2 separate regions of the Sus scrofa genome follow, and region 1 is linked to region 2. Evidence: chromatin contacts called from public Hi-C data. All regions are on one chromosome and are shown on one strand. Each heading gives the region's core, a stretch centred on a gene start, on an enhancer-like site or on the middle of the called end of the contact. The rest is flanking DNA. Distances are from core to core; before and after follow the strand shown.

Region 1 (6,033 bases), core at 2,194-4,693, about 12 Mb before region 2:
TGGTGTACGTTGCAGACGCGGCTCAGATCCCGAGTTGCTGTGGCTCTGGCGTAGGCCGGTGGCTACAGCATCGATTTGACCCCTAGCCTGGGAACCTCCATATGCCGCGGGAGCGGCCCAAGAAATAGCAAAAAAAAAAAAACAAAAACAAACAAACAAACAAACAAACAAAAAAACCTTAATTTCCCTTGGCTATTTGCTTATCAACGCGTTTAATCATGGGAAAAATGTTTATGATGTAATAATGTTAAATGAAAATTTCAGAATTCTAAATTATGTATGATTCGAAATGTAAAAATAATTTTAAAATAATTCAAGAAATAAAAGTAAGTATGTAAATAAGAACTAGAAGATAATATGTGAAATAAATAATACTGCTATTATGAGAATGGATTAGTGTTTCCTTTTTTCAAAGTTATTTCATGTTGGAGCTCCCTGGTGGCCTAGTAGGTTAAGGATCCACTGATGTGGTGAGGATCACTTCTATGGTGAGGGTTCAGTCCCTGGCCTGCGAACTTCCTCATGCTTCAGGCACAGAAAAAAAAATTTTTTTTAATTTTTAATTTAAAAAAATTATTTCATGTTGTTATCTTTTTAATATTTTTAAAGCCAGTCATTACTTCATACTCATATATACTCAGAGAGAGTTGTTCTATTTAGTGAGAAAATTCTTTCATTTTCTCTTCTACTTCTAAATGTCACAGAAAAGATAAGACTTACATTTTTGAAAATGCATTGCTCTTAACAGAATATTGAGCTTCCAAGTAAGCAAAACCTTTCTGAAACTCTTAAAAGTCAGTTTCATTCATCTAGCAATGAATAAATACCAAATACCTTTTTGTCATAAATACTACAATTTAATGTAAATATGTGGAGATCCTGTTGTGGCTCAGAGGGTTAAGAATCTGACATAGTGTCTGTGAGGATGTGGGTTCAATCCCTGGCGTCACTCAGTGGGCTAAGGATCCAGTGTTGCCACAAGCTGCAGCACAGGTCACAGATGTGGCTCAGATCCAGCATTGCTATGGCTGTGGTACAGGCCTGCAGCTACAGCTCCAACTGGACCAGTTGGTCCAGGAACCTCATAGGCCACAGGTTGCAGTAGTTCAAAGAAAAAAATAAATAAATAAAAAATAAAATTCATGTGCACAGATCCCTCCAAATTTTTTTAAGATATGTGAAAAGAACTGAAGGAATCAATCACGTGTTTCCAAGAGTTAATTACTATTGTTTAAAAAAATTATTATTTAAAATCCATATTGGAGTTCCCTTGTGGTACAAGAGGTTAAGGATTCAGGGTAGTCACTGCAGCAACACTGTGGCACAGATTCGAACCCTGGCCCAGGAACATGTGCATGCCACTGGGGTGGTGAAACAAAGATGAAAGGAAGGAGGGAGAGTGTGAGGAAAGAAGGAAAGAAAATCCATATTAAGAACAATCTAAAGTGTTTTCCCTTTTGTAGACTTCCAGATACCACTGTCTACTGAGGGACTCCAACTTGATTCAGGTATAGAAGGGTCTGGGACCAGAAAACAAGCCATGAAGACTGGCAGAGACAAACATTTAAAGCAATTCAGTGAGTCACTTCATCTTGCCACATTTTAGGTTTTGTCTATACCTACCAAAAATGTTTCATTTAAGAAATAACAGGCTGAAACAATCTGAGTTCCTAATGTTAGCATTACAAAAAAATTTTTAATATGCAGCATCTTAAACTACCTCTAGAAAATCTAAAAAAAGATAATAATCACTTCTATATCTGCTTTATAAATATATATAGTAATAACATATATACACAATAATTTCCTAATTTTCACAATAATAATGACCTGCTTACACACTGGGCAATGCATTATATTTCTAATATAACAGTCCAATCACAATTTTTAAATATTTTAGAAGTTACCATTTTATTCCTCATCCCAATTTTATTACAAATTTTATCACAAATTTTATCAACTTTGACATGATGTTTCATGCCCAAGAGCTAAATAATGCATCAAATATCTAGTTACCGTTACCAAGTAAAAAATAAAACTAGCTTTATAAAATGGCAACTCGCAAACCAGCAATGGTTAAAATATAAAATTTCATTTAACCAATTTTTGCACGTCAAACTCTAGATACATGAAAAGTAAAAAATGTTCTCCGCATCTAACAAACTACCAGAAAAAGTATAGGTCTGCTAAAGAGAGGGAACTAACACTGACCTCCTAAAATGACAAGCTTGAACGGCAAAATTACACTCAGGCACATGGAGTACTCTTTTCTCAAATCACTCCACAGAGAACTTCATCATTTGCTCCGCCCTCTAATAACTCATGCAAAAAAAGTTCAGCACCATCAGAGAGAAGACACAGAGAATTCACAGAATGGCTTGGGGCCTTTCCTCCAGGCAGTAAGAGGATCTGCGTGTGCCTTCGCGGGGGTCCAAAGGAAAAGAAAAACCAGGGGTTTGGGGGACACTGACATCCAGAAACTGATTTTCTCTCAAAGAAGTTTCCGCCGTCATTCCTATTTTATCAACTGGAGGCTCCGGCGCCATCGTCTTAGTCTTTATGATTTTATTATGGGGAGGTGGGAAACGCCACCAAGGGTTCCTCCAGGCCTTTCCTATTCAGGTGGGGGGGGGGTCCCCCTCAATTCCTCTCTTCAAACCTCAGTCTGGAGGGTACTCCTCAGCAACCCCCCACCCCTTTCTGGCGGCCTATCCTCCGAGATCAGTAAAGGCGCTGCTAACGCACCAGCCTCGCCGTTAAGGCGGGAGGGCCCGAACAAGCCACGGCCACAGCGATGGCTTCGAGGGGCCCAGAAAGGGGAAGGGCAGGCCAGGGACTGGGGGAGAATGACCTGGCTGGGGAAGAAAGGAAAAAGGAGGTAAGGGCATGTGCTGCACCCCAGGGCTGCACAGAGAAGAGGAGATGATGAAGGAGGAGGGCGGTGGCCCGGGTGCGGCCCCCCACCTCTCCCGCCCCCAGGTCCTCGGGCCAGCGGGGGCGGATGGGCCCGGCCCATGCCTTGGGTCTGGGCTGAAAGGGGGTGGGGAAGTCTCCCTCTACGCTGCGAGAACACCGAGAACCAGCGCATGGGGTGCGCGGGGGAGGGGAGGCGGTCTCCCGCCTGAACCCAGAGACCCGACGCCGTCGTCGCCTCTTCCTCAGGAGGGAGGACGGGAGCTGAGGGTAAAGCCCTAGGGAGGAATGCTTGAAGGTAAAGGGAAGACCGGGTCAGACCGGCCGCCCGCACCAGGCCCCACTCTCCACCTTCCGGTAACCGCGTCTCTTACCGGTGATGGCGGTAAACTGCTGAATTAACCCCTTCAGCGCCGACGACGCCGCGGAGCCCCCGTGGGCAGCCATCTTACCGCCGCCGCCGCTGCCGCCGAACAACAACACAGACACACACGGAACGCCCTCCCCCACCTCGCCGCACGGTTTGCGCAGACTCATTGACCGCCCCCAAGCTCCGCCCCTCACGCCCCGCCCCCCTCCCTGGACAGTCAGCGCAGGCGCACTTCCAGATGGGTCCCGGAGCGCTGTCCGCTCTCCGGGTTGGCTGTTCGATTGCTGCCTGCCGCCGCATCCTTCTTTACAACTTCTGGTGCCTTCCTCTTAAAGCTCCAAGGCCAGTCTGATAGACACGATATCCGTTACGGGTTTCCTAAGTAAGCTTCGGGCTTGGTAGGTAATAGGCTCTTCACGTTTCAGTTTCACAAGCTTTATTGATAGACCTGAGGATGAAAGTTTATTTTTGTTTTTTTGCAACTCCATAGCCCTCTGTTAGGTTTCCTGCAACTCCCATCAAAGTACAGATCCGGAGTTCCCTCGTGGCTCAGCGGAAACGAATCCAAATAGGAACCATGAGGTTGAGGGTTCGATCCATGGCCTTGCTCAGTGGGTTAAGGATCCAGCGTTGCCTAGAGCTGTACTGTAGGTCACAGACTCGGCTCGGATCTGGCGTTGCTGTGGTGTAAGCCGGCAGCTGTAGCTGCAATTAGACCCCTAGCCTGGGAACTTCCATATGCCGTATCCCCTAAAAAAAAAAAAAAAAAAAAAAAAAAAAAAAAGTATATTCGCATCTGGTCATCCTCCACCTTAAGAATAAAGTTAAAGAGGAGTTCCCTGGTGGCACAGTGGGTTAAGGATCTGGTGTTGTCACTGCTGTGGCTCCTGTCGGGCAGGATTTTCCTTAGGCCACCAGTGTGGCTTAAAAGAATAAAGTTAAAGAAACTCAATTTCAATTCTAGCCTCCCATGCACATTTATTGCCTCTACATAGAGAAATAGCCCAATAAAAGGTGGAACAAGTCATCTGGAGAATTGACCCTTCTAAGAGTCTGTAAATGCGTTTTTGGGGTGAATTTTTAAAAAATAACCAAGTCGTTGGAGTTCCCTTTGTGGCACAGTGGAAACGAATCCAACTAGGAACCACGAGGTTGCTGCTCAGATCCTGTGTTGCTGTGTCTGTGCTGTAGGCCAGCAGCTGTAACTCTAATTCCACCCCTAGCCTGGGAACCTCCATATGCTGTAGGTGCGGCCCTACAAAGCAAAATAATAATAATAATAATAACCAAGTTGGACTGCTGCTGCTACTTTCTTATCTCCAGTACCTGACCCCTCCCAGGACCCATGATGCCAAGGTGATGCCAAGGCAGCTGCAAGGGGTGAGGAACAGGCTTGAGCCCCACGAGAGCCCAGGGCTCACTCTTTTTGGGTCTCCCGGTCCACCCCACCTGAAGAAATAAGTGGTGAATTAGCCCCAAGTAAAAGCACAGTGTATATATCCAACTTGCCCTTTTCCCTGACAAACAATGACTTATATTGGATATCTTCCAGGTATGACAAAGTTGTAAAGGTTACTATAATGAAAGGTAAAGATACCGGGAAGAGTAAAGGGGTTGCATTTATTTTATTTTTGGATAAAGACTCTGCACAAAATTGTACCAGGGCGATAAACAACAAAACAATTATTTGGTAGAGTAATAAAAGCAAGCATTGCTATTGACAGTGGAAGAGCAGCTGAGTTCATCCAAAGACAAAACTTCTTTGATAAATCCAAGTGTTATGAATGTGGGGAAAGTGAACACTTAAGTTATGCCTTCCTAAAAATATACTTGGAGAACGTGAACCTGCAAAGAAGAAAAAGAAAAAGACAGAAAATTCCTGAACCAGAAGAAGAAACTGAAGAAGCAGAAGAAAGTGATGATGAAGGGGAAGATCCCACTCTGGACAGCCTCAGCTAGGCCATAGCTTTCCAGCAAGCCAAAACTGAAGAAGGCCAAAAAAAGAAAAAAAAGGCAGAAACCCAGTTCGGGGGGGTGGGGGGGTGTCCCTCAACGTCAGATGATTCAAGACGTCCAAGGATAAAGAAAAGCATGTACTTCAGTGATGAGGAGGAGCTTAGTGATTAAAATTATATTTATTATGTAAATATCATTTAAAAATTTTAAAGGGTGGAATACCAAGTTTGGTTGAGATGAAGGATTGCTTTTAGAATTTGAACATCAGAACCCTTAGTACCAAAGAGGTTTTTTTTACTTTAAAATGGTTTGTAGGAAGTTGAAAAGTAATTTAAAGTATCATGTTTCTATCTTGCATCAAGATTTGCTAATAACCATTAATCTTGAAAACAGTTCGTTTGAATAAAAAAGAAAACTTAAAATGAAAAACAAACAAACAACTTGGGAGTTCCCATAGTGGCACAGCAGTAACAAACCTGACTAGTATCCACGAGGACTTGGGTTCAGTCCCTGGCCTTGTTCAGTGGATTAAGGATCCAGCATTGCTGTGAGCTGTGGTGTAGGTCTCAGTTGTGGCTGGAATCTGGTGTTGCTATGGCTCTGGCAAAGGCTGGCAGCTGCAGCTCTGATTCAACCCCCAGCCAGGGAACTTTCAGGTACACCCCTAAAGACAGCAACAACAAAAAAAGTCAAATCAAGGTAACCATAAGATTTTAGCATTGGCGTATAAGAAAGCAACTCCTAATTAAGAGTATTTTCAGTTAGTCAACCAACCTGCCAAGTTGCTGCTATTC
Region 2 (6,382 bases), core at 1,409-3,908:
TTTTGTAACTTGCATACTGGAGCCACTAAATAAAAAGCAAAAACCTACTGGAACCAAACTTTATAAGTAAGATACAGAAAAAACCCAAATGCTATTCTTTAACTTTTTTTTTTTTTGTCTTTTTGCCATTTCTTAGGCTGCTCCCGTGACATATGGAGGTTCCCAGGCTAGGGGTCAATTCAGAGCTGTAGCCACAGGCCTACACCAGAACCACAGCAACACGTGATCCGAGCCGTGTCTGCAACCCACACCACAGCTCACGGCAATACCGGATCCTTAACCCACTGAGCAAGGCCAGGGATCGAACCCACAACCGCATGGTTTCTAGTCGGATTCATTAACCACTGAGCCACAACAGGACCTCCAAATGCTATTCTTTAATCTCTATCACAGCTTCAGCTCCTCACCTGCTAAGAGAATGCCCTTAGTTAAAGCTTATGATGGAATTCAAATAGATATATTTTACTCCCTTACAATTCCCTCTTATTTAGTTATAACCATTCTAAGGAACCTGGGGAAAAAATGGTGAAACATAGAAAGAAAAGTTGCAGAGCCTTACAGTAAATGTTCCTTGATTTGAGCAGCCTTCCAGCAACAAAAGACAAAGGTTTCCTGTACACCTGTGGCAGTCAGAAATTCCAGAGTGTAGTCAATTAGTGCCACATTGGCCAGGGGCAAGAGGGCCTGGAGGGTAGGAGATGAAAAAAAGTTTGAAGTATTGAATCCATGAAGGCCTTCTGGGTACCATTCCTTCCCCTTCTTCATCCACAATTTTCACTCCACTATCAGTGTGTTTAAACACCAGCTTTAATTTATTTTTCCTATTTAAAAGTAATCAGGCTCCTGCCTTTGATGTTCATGGCATGCTCTAAACATCAGTCTAATGTGTTGCAGTTCAGACATAGTAAGCATGGAATCTACATGCTTAGCATCAGACACAGAGCTGGTACTGAACAGGAGACTACTCCTGACAAAGGGTAACACTAGAGATCAATCATATCTCCAGAAATTTAAGCACCACTGAGGCCTTTTTCTCTACAAAATTTCTTTTCTTTTCTTTTCTTTTTTTTTTTTTGCCATTTCTTGGGCCGCTCCCGCGGCATATGGAGGTTCTCAGGCTAGGGGTCTAATCGGAGCTGTACCTGCCAGCCTACACCAGAACCACAGCAATGTGGGGATCCCAGCTGCGTCTGTGACCTACACCACAGCTCACAGCAACGCTGGATCATTAACCCACTGAGCAAGGGCAGGGATCGAACCCGCAACCTCATGGTTCCTAGTCGGATTCGTTAACCACTGCGCCACGATGGGAACTCCTAAAATTTCTTTTCTTGATCCTTTTCTAAGAGGCAAGGGCTAGTCATCCCCATCACTTGTCCAAAATAAACAGTCATTAGACTATTTGGAGGAAGTGAAGAGTCAAAGAGGACTTTTCCTGAATTGAATGCCAAGTCCCTTTCTTTGAACTGGGGACTGCTGAGTGACCCAGCAATCCCTAGGACTAGCTGAGGCCAATTCCCCAGCTTCTAGACAATGCAGGGATGTTGGCAACCAGCCATTAAACCCGTTCTGTTCTTCTTTTGACATATGGCATTGGCTCTCATTAAAACCTGGGAAGAAAAAAAAGCACACTTGGAGTTCTCCTCGTGGCTCAGTGGTTAACGAATCCGACTAGGAACCATGAGGTTATGGGTTTGATCCCTGGCCTTGCTCAGTGGGTTAAGGATCCGTTGTTGCCATGAGCTGTGGTGTAGGTGGCAGATGCGGCTGGGATCCCGTGTTGCTGTGGTTCTGGTGTAGGTCGGTGGCTACAGCTCCGATTAGACCCCTAGCCTGGGAACCTCCATATGCCGCGGGAGAGGCCCTAGAAATGGCAAAAAGACAAAAACAAAACAAAACGAAACACCAAAAAAACCACACTATACAAGTCTGCTCTTTTTTTTTGGGGGGGGGGACGACAATATGATCTCCCTTTTGGAGGCAAAAGGAGGTGACATTCCCTTTCATCACTCGATCTTATTATCCTCTGCATAAAGCCAGCGCAGCCTCCTCTTGAGGCACTGAATCCCAGAATGAAGGCTTCTCACAAGCACTGCTTCTGCATCAGCCCTTTGCAGAGCTCCCAAACCTGAGGTGGACAGCACGACGAGTGCTCAAATCTGCCAGCCACTCACTTGGTCAGGCAATCGTCAGGGCTTTAGACGGTCTCCTCGCCTTCCTCATAATCAGATAAACCCGATTTCTGAGAGAGAGAGTGGACACAAGTCCTTCCAGAGCCCGCCTCACCAGGAAGCCGAAGGGATAACTTGCTATAGCCCCGCCACCTCCAGGCCCTCTGGCAGCTTCCAAGCGTGCGGCGCTCACCCGAGGCTGGTCCTTGGAGATAGGGAAGAAACGGCGGTTGAAGCTGTCGGCCACCAGAACTGCTTGTAGGGGCGGCGGCGGTTCCTCCTCTGCCCCTCTGGCTGCCCCCCCGCCGCCGCCGCCGCCACCCTGTCCGCTGCCGCTGCGCTTGTTGGCTCGACCAGGCACCGGACCAGGCGGCGCCACCACAGTAGCCGCCATCTTCTTCTCTCACGGCCACCACTTCCGCACGGAAACTGACACGGCAAGCAGTAAGGGACAAAAAGACCTAGCACTCGAAACGCGAAGGACTAGAGAAGGAAGGGCGGGAGGAGCCGCGGAGAGAGGAGTGCGCATGCGTCTTCCTCAGCCCAGAGGTTGGGCAGGGAGGAGTGAGGTCTGCGGCCCAGCGCTGCGGAAGGTGACCTGTTGAGGCGCCTGGGCCTGGGGTCCTATGGACTGCAGAGTCTATTGGCAAGTAGAGTCGGCCGTCATTTGTACGTGAGCAAGCTGAGGTTCTTGCGGGATAATGAGACTTCTGGTCTTTGCGAAACGGCCAGAACCTTTCTGGATGTGTAATTTTCTCTGCCACCCCCCCACCCCAGCCACCTGAGCACCTCAAAAATTGTGGTCCTCCGTCTTTATTCTCGTCACCTAATGTGACCTGGCACCTTGGGGAATTCAGAACTGAGTCAGACATTCCTATCCCTCAGGGGACTAACAGTCTATGTGAATACAGAACGCGGAATAGTAGAGAGAGTAGTAACTCTGGTAAAGCGCTGATTGTGGACAGGAATGATACAAGCGTTATTGCACTTACTTCGTCACACATCTTGGAGAACCTTTTACTCATTCATTCAACAAACATTTCTGGAACTCTCAGTGGGATGAAGTTCATTCAGCTAGTAGATGGAAGAACTGGTATTGGAACCCAATCTGTAAGACGTCATAGCTCTACAATCTTTCTGCCAAGTTTTGCATGGCCAAAAATTTACTATTTTTTGACATCTTCATTCATTCATTCAGCATGTCAAGCATTTATTGAAACCCCATGGAGTGGGTCCAAGAACACTGTATTATTATTTTTCTGTCTTTTGTCTTTTTAGGGCCACACCCACGGCATATGGAGGTTCCCATGATAGGGGTCAAATAGGACTTAGAGCTGCCAACCTACACCACAGCCACAGCAACGCCAGATCCAAGCCGCGTCTGCGATCTACACTACAGGTCACGGCAACACAGGATCCTTAACCCACTGAGTGAGGTTGGGGATCGAACCTGCATCCTCGTGGTTCCTACTAGGATTCCTTTCTGCTGCTCTACGATGGGAACTCCCAAGAATACTATAAAATTGAGTAGATCCCCAAGGTAAGCAGCAAACCTTGGTGACAGAAGTGCAAAGGTGCTCGAGGAGCAGCAGCATTTGGGGAAAGAGGCAGTGGCTGAGCTGGTAAGCCAGGCCTGCTGAAGCTTGGGACCTCGGGGATGTGGTGGAAGCGAGGTGAGGCGGGTTGGGTGTCCTTTGGTGGGCAAGAAGCTTTCCTGCAAGGTACCTCACTCTTTTCGTTGGAATTCCACCATCCTGCAAAGTTTCTGCACAATTTGTTCCCACCCGAGGGCTGTGTTGCACGTCAGGATTTGGGGTTGGAAGGGCTGAGATTTGTTGTTTTCCCTTTGGGGCAGCAGCTGGACCGGTGGTACTCAGGCACACTCCTCGTGGGTCCAAGGAGTCTCTCATTTCTTCCCTTTACCAGTTAATGATGGCGTTAAGTGAAAGACCATTTCCTAAGAATTTTGGAAATTTTAGCCTGCAGAAGGCAAGTCAGTAAAAGTTTTCAATTAAGTGAGTGTACATTGTAGAAGGTGTTGGACTGTGCTACAAATCCACAGGAAAAAAGAAACAAGAAGGGTGAGTAAACAGGACTAGTAATTTGCGAGCACGCACAAGCGGTGGAGTGGAACTGTGATGAGAGTATGAAAAGTAGGTCCAATTGTAGAAAATTTTAAATGACTTGTGACACTTCTGAAAGTGTGAGAGGTAAATCCAGGGTTTGTAATTCTGTAGACTGGTAGCCGGATAGATAAGGTTTTAGTGGGTGGGCCTTAGGGAAACTCTTTCTGGACTCTTTAATCTTTTTTTTTTCTTTTTTCTTTTTTGCTTTTTAGCGTAGCACCTGAGGCATATGGAAGCTCCCAGGCTAGGGGTCGATTCGGAGCTATAGCCGCTGGCCTACACCACAGTCATAGCAATGCTGGATCTGAGCCGAGTCTGAGACCTACAACCATAGCTCACCGTAACACAGATCCTTAACCCATTGAGCTGGGTCAGGGATGGAACCCACATCCTCATGGATGCTAGTTGGGTTTGTTAATAGCTGAGCCATGAAGGGAACTTCCTCGTTAAGCTTTTTCAGCTTTAAAAGTTATTCGATTCAACAACAACAACAAAACGAAAATGGGTAAAGGATTTGAATGGACAGTTCTCAAAAAACGATACACAAATGACCAACAAGCACATGAAATATACTTTACATGACTAATTATTAGGGAAGTGCAAATCAAGACTACAACAAAATTGTCACCTCACACACATTAGATGACAGCTATCAAAAACAAACAATTCCTTACCCTTATCTCTTTCTACCCTGACCCTAGAGTTATTACCATTATTATTATTATTATTTTTTGTCTTTTGTCTTTTTGTTGTTGTTGTTGTTGTTGTTGCTATTTCTTGGGCCGCTCCCGCGGCATGTGGAGGTTCCCAGGCTAGGGGTTGAATCGGAGCTGTAGCCACCGGCCTATGCCAGAGCCACAGCAACGCGGGATCCGAGCCGCGTCTGCAACCTACACCACAGCTCACGGCAACGCCGGATCGTTAACCCACTGAGCAAGGGCAGGGATCGAACCCGCAACCTCATGGTTCCTAGTCGGATTCGTTAATCACTGTGCCACGACGGGAACTCCGAGTTATTACCATTATTAATCATTTAAGGGGGGAATTTCTTGTGGTGCAGCAAGTTAAGGATCTGGCATTGCCACTACAGTGGCCCAGGTCACTGCTCTGCTGTGGGTTTGATCCCGGGGAACTTCCACATGCCACACACAGCTAAAAAAAAAAAAATTAACGGTTATTTTTTCTATTTCCCTGCCAAGTTTATGTATAGATAAGTTTAAGTTTAGGCATATATCTAAACACACACACACTCCATGTTCGTATATTCAAACTTACATTAGATCTACACATATCCATATACAGGATTGTGCTTAGAGACAGTGTACTATATGATTATATACTGGTACCCCAGAGCCAGAGTGCCTTGGTTCCATTCCAGTTCCTAGTAACTTACTAGCTGTTTAATCTTGGGCAGGTTACTAAATCTCTCTATGCCTGGACTGCCTCATGTTTGAAATATGATGATAATAGTACTTAGCTCATAAGGTTGTTGTGAGGCTTACATGAGATTATATTATGAAAAGGCCATATCATTCTGTTTGACACATTGTCACACAGTTTAAGTATTAGCTCTTATTATACTGATGCATTTTTGTCTGTAACTTAATTTTTATTTAATATATGGTGGAATGTGTACACACCTCGCTGTTTTCAATGATTCCATGACACTCTGAGGTATAATATACCATATTCATCCAAGTGTTTCTCAACTGGTAAACATTAATTTTTTTGTTGCAGATTTTGCTCTTAGAAATAATGCTGCAACTAGCCTTCTCCTATTGATTTCTTTATAAATTTGCTTTTATTTCTTAGATTTTGTTCTTAAAGGAGAGTAATGGGTTCAAATTGAATTCACTTCCCATGGGAGGGGATATGCTGTTGAACTCACTGGGAAGCCTGCTTGAGGCTTCATTGCTCCTGGTGTCATTATTTAATGACCATCCATGGAAAGTGTGCTATTTTGCCCTGACACTGGCAGTGTATCAGAGTGCCTGTTCCCCCACAGCTTCACAGTGTGTAGTCAACAGTTTCAACTTTCTGTCAATCTATAGGGAAACAAAGTATAGTTTTTTTTGGGAGGGGGTC

The links. A called contact is a pair of places that touch in the nucleus more often than the background predicts.
Region 1: a Hi-C map of mesenteric adipose tissue shows a contact between it and region 2, with 7 times the contacts expected there. The contact joins the promoter of UBXN7 here to the promoter of EIF2B5 in region 2. A contact is called at or near these places in 4 of 47 Hi-C or Micro-C datasets (mesenteric adipose tissue, omental adipose tissue, retroperitoneal adipose tissue and 1 more).

The regions. Positions count from the first base shown.
Region 1 is chr13:133,687,193-133,693,225 of Sscrofa11.1, reverse strand. UBXN7 (UBX domain-containing protein 7) reads right to left here and starts at 3,443. Exons shown (of 11, transcript XM_021070161.1): 1 at 3,288-3,443. The coding sequence starts at 3,360. It also overlaps the pseudogene LOC100620593.
Region 2 is chr13:122,056,684-122,063,065 of Sscrofa11.1, reverse strand. EIF2B5 (translation initiation factor eIF-2B subunit epsilon) reads right to left here and starts at 2,658. Exons shown (of 16, transcript XM_021069943.1): 1 at 2,365-2,658; 2 at 560-684. The coding sequence starts at 2,565. It overlaps LOC106507270 (a long non-coding RNA gene), which reads left to right and starts at 3,584. Exons shown (of 3, transcript XR_002337773.1): 1 at 3,584-3,711.